Regions from separate parts of the Oryctolagus cuniculus genome. Here region 1 is linked to region 2. A link is a contact called in public Hi-C data. All regions are on one chromosome and are shown on one strand. Each heading gives the region's core, a stretch centred on a gene start, on an enhancer-like site or on the middle of the called end of the contact. The rest is flanking DNA. Distances are from core to core; before and after follow the strand shown. Region 1 has its middle 390 kb from the start of GADD45G. Region 2 has its middle 170 kb from the start of GADD45G.

What was found. A called contact is a pair of places that touch in the nucleus more often than the background predicts.
Region 1: a Hi-C map of an unstated tissue shows a contact between it and region 2, with 2.2 times the contacts expected there. The contact joins two enhancer-like sites. A contact is called at or near these places in 2 of 6 Hi-C or Micro-C datasets (embryonic fibroblasts and an unstated tissue).

The regions. Positions count from the first base shown.
Region 1 is chr1:138,718,123-138,721,106 of mOryCun1.1, forward strand. No RefSeq gene overlaps it. Among named protein-coding and RNA genes, the nearest start is that of GADD45G, 390 kb to the left of the region's middle. Within about 2 kb of position 1,414, at least 3 of the 8 cell types and tissues checked have an H3K27ac peak or open chromatin away from gene starts, as enhancers often do.
Region 2 is chr1:138,497,557-138,500,695 of mOryCun1.1, forward strand. No RefSeq gene overlaps it. Among named protein-coding and RNA genes, the nearest start is that of GADD45G, 170 kb to the left of the region's middle. Within about 2 kb of position 1,420, at least 3 of the 8 cell types and tissues checked have an H3K27ac peak or open chromatin away from gene starts, as enhancers often do.

The DNA.
Region 1 (2,984 bases), core at 164-2,663, 220 kb after region 2:
TCCGTTGTACCTTAGATCTTGTATTTAATGTTGAACAGCAATGACTTCAAATCAAGGCAGATCTGCACATGCCCCGCCGAGCCCTTGGTTATGTGCAGGCTGGGGCCCTGTTTGTGAGAGACACCTTGCTGGGCCAGCAATGCCCTGGTGTAGGCCAGGGAGGCTGGCAGGTGCACTGCCGCTGTGCTGGGGGCACATCTGCCTACCCTTTCTCTCCATTACTCACAGTAGGTCACATGAATACTATTATTATTTATTAACACATTATCATTGTTTTGCAAGGGCAGAAACAAACCTGCACAAGAAGGGAAGGAGACAGTATCTTTTTATGCTCATTATCTGTGGTTTGTCTGAAAGAAGCCTTGTATGTTTCCTACACTGCCCTGGGTCCATTCAGCGTATACAGTCACCTACACCATCTCAGAGGGAGAAAAGTGCCAATCTCGTTCGAAACCAATCAGTACTCCGTCGCCTTGCAAATCCACTGCCTCTCTGGGATTCCTTTGCTCGGATGGTGGACAGAAGTTTGAATGGGCTCCGCTCTGTGTTTTTTTTTTTTTTTCTAAGATTTATTTATTTATTTGAAAGGCAGAGAGAGAGGTCCTCCACCCACTGGTTCATTCCCAAGATGGCCACAACACTGGAGCTGTGCTGATCTGAAGCCAGGAACTTCTTCCAGGTCTCCCACGTGGGTGCAGGGACCCAAGGACTTGGGCCATCTTCTACTGCTTTCCCAGGTCACAGCAGAGAGCTGGATGGGAAGTGGAGCAGCTGAGATTTGAACAGGTGCCCCCATGGGATGCTGGCTCTGCAGGCGGTGGCTTCACCTGCCATGCCACATCTCAGGCGCCTGCTCTGTGGTTTAACATTGAAGATACAACACCCTGGAGGAGGCGCGAATGCCTCCAGCAATGCCTGACCAGGTAGCAAGCCTGCATCGGGTGCTGCTCATCTGAACTTGGAGTTCAGCAGACCTGGCTGGTCTTTGATCCCAGGTGAGTACAGTTTCTGGAGACAGGTGTCTGCCTCCGAGAGAAACCCTTGCAGCCGATCCGCATCCGCGTCAGCGATCCCTGGGCAGCCCTGGGAGGCTGCCGGGCAGGAGCTACCTTTCTGGGAGAACCAGCTTGCCTTCTGCTAAAAATAGTATCAGTGGCTCCGTGAATTCGGAGGTGTCCAAGTGAGAGGATCTCACCTGCAGTCTGAACCTGGGGAGGGGAGAGGAAATCAGATAGACATGGCCCATGACGCAAATCATTAAGGACGAAGGTTAAGTGCACCGGCTGCAGCCCAGCGGCCTTGCAGAGCCAAGGTCACAGGTCACCGCCTCCCTCCAGCCCTGGCTGTGCGCAGCCTGTGGACAGTGGGGCACGTCGCTGAAAGAACATTGGCAGCAGCAGGCCTGTTCTAAGGGAAAAGGGCACCGTAGGTACAGTGTGCCCCAGCCCAGAATGTGGGTGAGTGAGCTCAGGGCTGTCTCCCAGGCTGGGAAATAAACAATTGCACACCCGAGGCCAGGGATGGGACAGCGAGGTCACCCCGGGGCAAGTTTCTCCATGTTCCCAGCAGAACTGGCAAGTGCTGACACCCAGCTCAGGCAGGGAGTCTGCGTTGCACACTGTCTCACGGTCCCCGAGCCCCAGGGGGGACAGCGGCAGACAGGCACCGGCAGAGGAGCCCTGGGCAGGCTGGAGACAGGAGAGGGAGGCTCTTGGCAGGGGAGCCGGCGGAGGGGCGGCAGCTTGCACTCTTGGCTTTCCATCCTTGGTGGTACAATCGGCAGAGCTGCCAGGGCGCTCTGAGGTCCAGGCGGCACTCTTCGGGGCTGCTGGAAGGGCATGGGGAGAGCACCTGTCACTGGAATGGAGGAGCCACTGCCCCCTGCTCCCGGGAAACGCGGCTGGAAACCCGCAGGCGAGCCCTTCTGTTGCGCTCCCCCTAAGGAAGCTTGCCCAGACACTCTGCCCTGTCTCACTGCATTCTCCTAATGCCCTCCCACTCTGTTAAGGGAATGGACATGGGGTGTGCCTGCACGTCTGGGAGCTTTAATCTGAAAGAACTCCATTATCAGCTCCTCCCAGAACTTTCTTATCAGATGCTCCAGGCAAAGAGATTAGGCAAGATTTTCCATTGTCTTCCAAAGAAGATCAACAAAGGAACAATGGCCTTCCTGGCTCCCAATGGGGGGGGGGGGGAGGGAAGGAGGGAGGAGGAGAGAGAGAGAGAGAGGAGAGAGAAACTGCTTCTGGTAGCTCCTGCCGGCTGCCAGGGCCCTCTTCCCTGCCCCCACACCCCTACTGGTGTGCAGTCAGTAGCTCTTTTCTGCACTGAGACTTCGAGGCAAGACTCGGGGCTCCCTCACGGGCCATGACAGAGAGCACAGGGCTGGGAAGGAGAAAAGGAGTAGCCCAACCCCCAGAGGGCACTGCCCATGAACAGAAGGCACAGCCCCAGGCGTTCACCCTAAAGGGAAGTGGGGATGAGGAAGGGGGAGGTGGGCCGGCCGCTGCTGCCCCCGCCCCCGGGGGTGGCTCCTCTGCGCAGCAGGAGAGCACCTGCTGCTAGGGATCCCCCAGCTCTTACCTGGGCAGCTCCTCCCCCACCCAGCCTCTCCTTAGAAAGGTGGCCCTGGGCTGCCCTGCTGCCTCACATACCTGTGCTTCTCACCTGTGTATGCACACATATACACGTATACATGCAGCACGCGCATACACGTGTACACCCAGACATGCCACGGTACATGCATGCGTACACACATCATACACACAAATCACTCTACGTTCAATACACCACACGCAATATACATGCATACCCAGAGCTGGCAACATGGGTAAACACTGCACACACATGTACACAAACACCAGGAACACACAATACGCACGCCACACGTGTGTGCGCACATGAACTGTATGCAGTGCCTGTACACACGACATAAGCACACCATACAAGACTATACCCACTCATGAGTATACACATGCCACACA
Region 2 (3,139 bases), core at 170-2,669:
GAGAAGGAAGAATGTATTTTCTTGTTTTGCAAATACAGCTGGCTGCGTTGGTTGCTTTTTGGTGATTAGTAGAAGAGAATAAATCCTGTATCCTTGTCCGATTCCTCCAAGTCTTCCTTGGCCTTAACCTTGGCTGGGGCTCCAGCAGCAGCAGCAGCAGCAGCAGCAGCAGCAGCAGGAGCCACAGCCACGAATGCAGACGGGTCAGCCAGGAAGGCCTTGACCTTTCCAGCAAGTGGGAAGTGTACTCAGCCTCCACAGACAAAGCCAGGACCTGCTTGGACCCACTGATGAAGGAACGGGGTACAGATGCAGCAGTCGGATAACCAGTCTGCAAGCAAACAGTGGCAATGTTGCAGTCTCCCTCCAGAAAGCCGGAGTGCAGAGTTTCCTCCGGGATGTCCAGGACTTCGGGATTGTAGATGCTGCCACTCTGCAGCACCTGCTGCACGATCAGCCCGGGGAGAAGGGAAGATGTTCAGCCTGTGCGGCGTGGTGGCTTTGTGGGCTCCCACTTTGTCTCCAGTCTTTGCTTTTAAAGATTATTTATTTATTTGAGAGGTAGAGTCATAGAGAGAGGTAAAGACAGAGAGAGAGGTCTTCCATCCTCTGGTTCACTCCCCAAATGGCTGCAATGGCCAGAGCTGGGCCAGACAGAAGTCAGGAGCCAGGAACTCCACTTGGGTCTCCCACATGGGTGCAGGGGCCCAAGGACTGGGGCCATCCTCCACTGCTTTCCCAGGCCATAGAGAGAGCTGGATCAGAAATGGAGCAGCCGGGACTTGAACCAGCGCCCATATGGGATGGCGGCACTGCAGGCAGAGGCTTCAACTGCTACACCACATCGCCGGTCCCTGTCTCCAGCCTTTATTTTCTGCACATCGCTCAGGACTTCAGTGGTGGCCCTGGAGATTTTTGTGGTGATGCCCGACGCCTGGACAAAGGAGGTCTTCTCAGCCCCAGCCCAGTGTTCTGCGCTGGCACGGTGGCCTCACAGGGGGCAGTGGCACCGGCATGGGCAGCAGCTGGCACCGTGCTGGCCAGCAGCATTTCCTTGATCTCAGCCAGGTCTTCCTTGGTGAACCCAAAGCCCAGGTTCCCTCGACTATGAGGCAGGAGCTGCTGCAGGACCAGGCTGCTTTCCCCACGCCTTCGGGTGGCCTCGGCCAACAGCACCACAGCCTCCCCTCGCAGGGACCTGCACATCTGCTCACCTGCTTGCAGCCAGCATCGTCTGCTGGATCAGCTCCCGGCAGCTGGGTGCCATTGAGAAGGTGGCTGGACTTCCAGGCTGCCCCGTCCTCCCTGGACATCACAGTGGGACGTCAGGGATTGCCACTCGATGTCACTCGTGAGGACGCCCGGCTAGAGATCCTGCTGTCTCTTGAGGAGGCGCTCCTGTAGGTCATGGTGCTAACCGAGCCTTTTGGATTTCTGCAGAAGAAGCTGTGGTGTGGCCATCGCTCAGAGATAGTGAGACTTACGGTGCCGAGTCTCCTCTTGCACGTAGGGAGCTGCATTCAGGAAGCGGGAGTAGGCTGCTGCCGGCCCGAGTGGAAGGGAAGCGCTGTGGTTGTGGGAGTGGCGGGTGAGGAGGTGGGAAGCCGGAGGGGAGTGGGATGGATGTGACAACTCAGCACCCGCACGCACCCCATCCTGCTGGGCAGGGCATGGGAAAGCCACCAGGCACGTCTCGGAGCTCTTTGCAGCCAGGCTTCTGGATTTGATTTGGATTTGCGCAATCCCATGCCGTGGCCTGCAGTGCTGGGGAGGCTACGCATGCGCGTCACCCTTTCTGCAGCATGGTGGACGCCCTGACTTGTCTGAGAAGGGCGGAGCGGGGCAGGGTGCAGGCTCCAGACGGTGGCTACCGATGGGCAAGCTGGAGAGCACCCGTGGGACCGACCTCAGCAAGGACACGCTGCCCTGCCGCTGGAGCACAGCGCGTCCGAGGGGCGTGGCTTTCTGCAACAGGCGCCATGCGGGGTGGGGTGGGGTGGGGGAGTCAGAGGCTTGCCCTGGCCGGGGAACGTGGGGGCGGACGGGCACCCCCTCGCTGACCCTGCGCAGAGAGGCTCAGAGCTGCAGCTCTGCGACCCCATCCCTGCCCCGGCATCCGGGAGCCATGCACAGCCTGTCCGTAACCCCTCTCTGCCGTGCTCTACTGGGCTTTGGTAACTGAACCCTGACCCACACAGTGAGTTACATAAACAGATTTCTTAACCCGGAGCTGATTTTGCATTTCTGGAAGGAGCCCAGCTTGGCCATGGAGTGTTCTCTTTCCAAGGCCCTGTAGGACCGCATGTGCTAATCCTTTATTAGGATCCTGACACTGCTTTCCTATGGTCTGACTTCTGTTTCACATTAGTTAACATTTCGGTCTCAGCCTTTTGTTAGCCTTGAGAAAAAAGAATCTGCAAGCTTGCTTTCTTTGTTGGGTTCTAGAAAAGTGTGTGTGTGTTGGAATTATTGCTTCCTTGAAAATTTTCAAAATTTTCCACATAAAAACTCCCTGAAGAAGGTATTTGGGGGGTCTGGGAAGTTTTTTAATCACTTCTGCAATTGCTTGTATGGTTATTGAATTATTGGGTTTCCTATTTCTGTTGAAGCCAATATTTCAAATGTGTGCTTACCTAGATAATCCATTCCACAGTCGAGTAGGTCCAACTCTGAAAAATAGTAATTTTTGTTTTGTAACGTGAATGTGCAGGACTGATGTATTTTTCTCTAAACACTGCATTCATGTGTTTCTTTTTTTTTTTTCCCTTAAAGATTTACTTATTTATTTGAAAGGCAGAGTGACAGAGAGAGAGGAAGACACAGAGATCTTCTGTCTGCTGCTGATTCACTCCCCAAATGGCTGCAACAGCCAGGGCTGGACCAGGCCAAAGCCAGGAGCCAGGAACCCCAGCTGGGTCTCTCATGTGGGTGCAGGGGCCCAAGTGCTTGGGCCATCTTCTGCTGCTTTCCCAGGTGCATTGGCAGGGAGCTGGATTGGAAGTGGAGCAGCTGGGACTCAAATCAGCGCCCCTGTAGGATACTGTTGTCACAGGTTGCCCCAACAAGTGTTTATTGATCCTTCACTGAAAGGAGTCATCCCATTAGTTGGTCTTTGCTTCCTCTGCTGTTTCGTGCACCT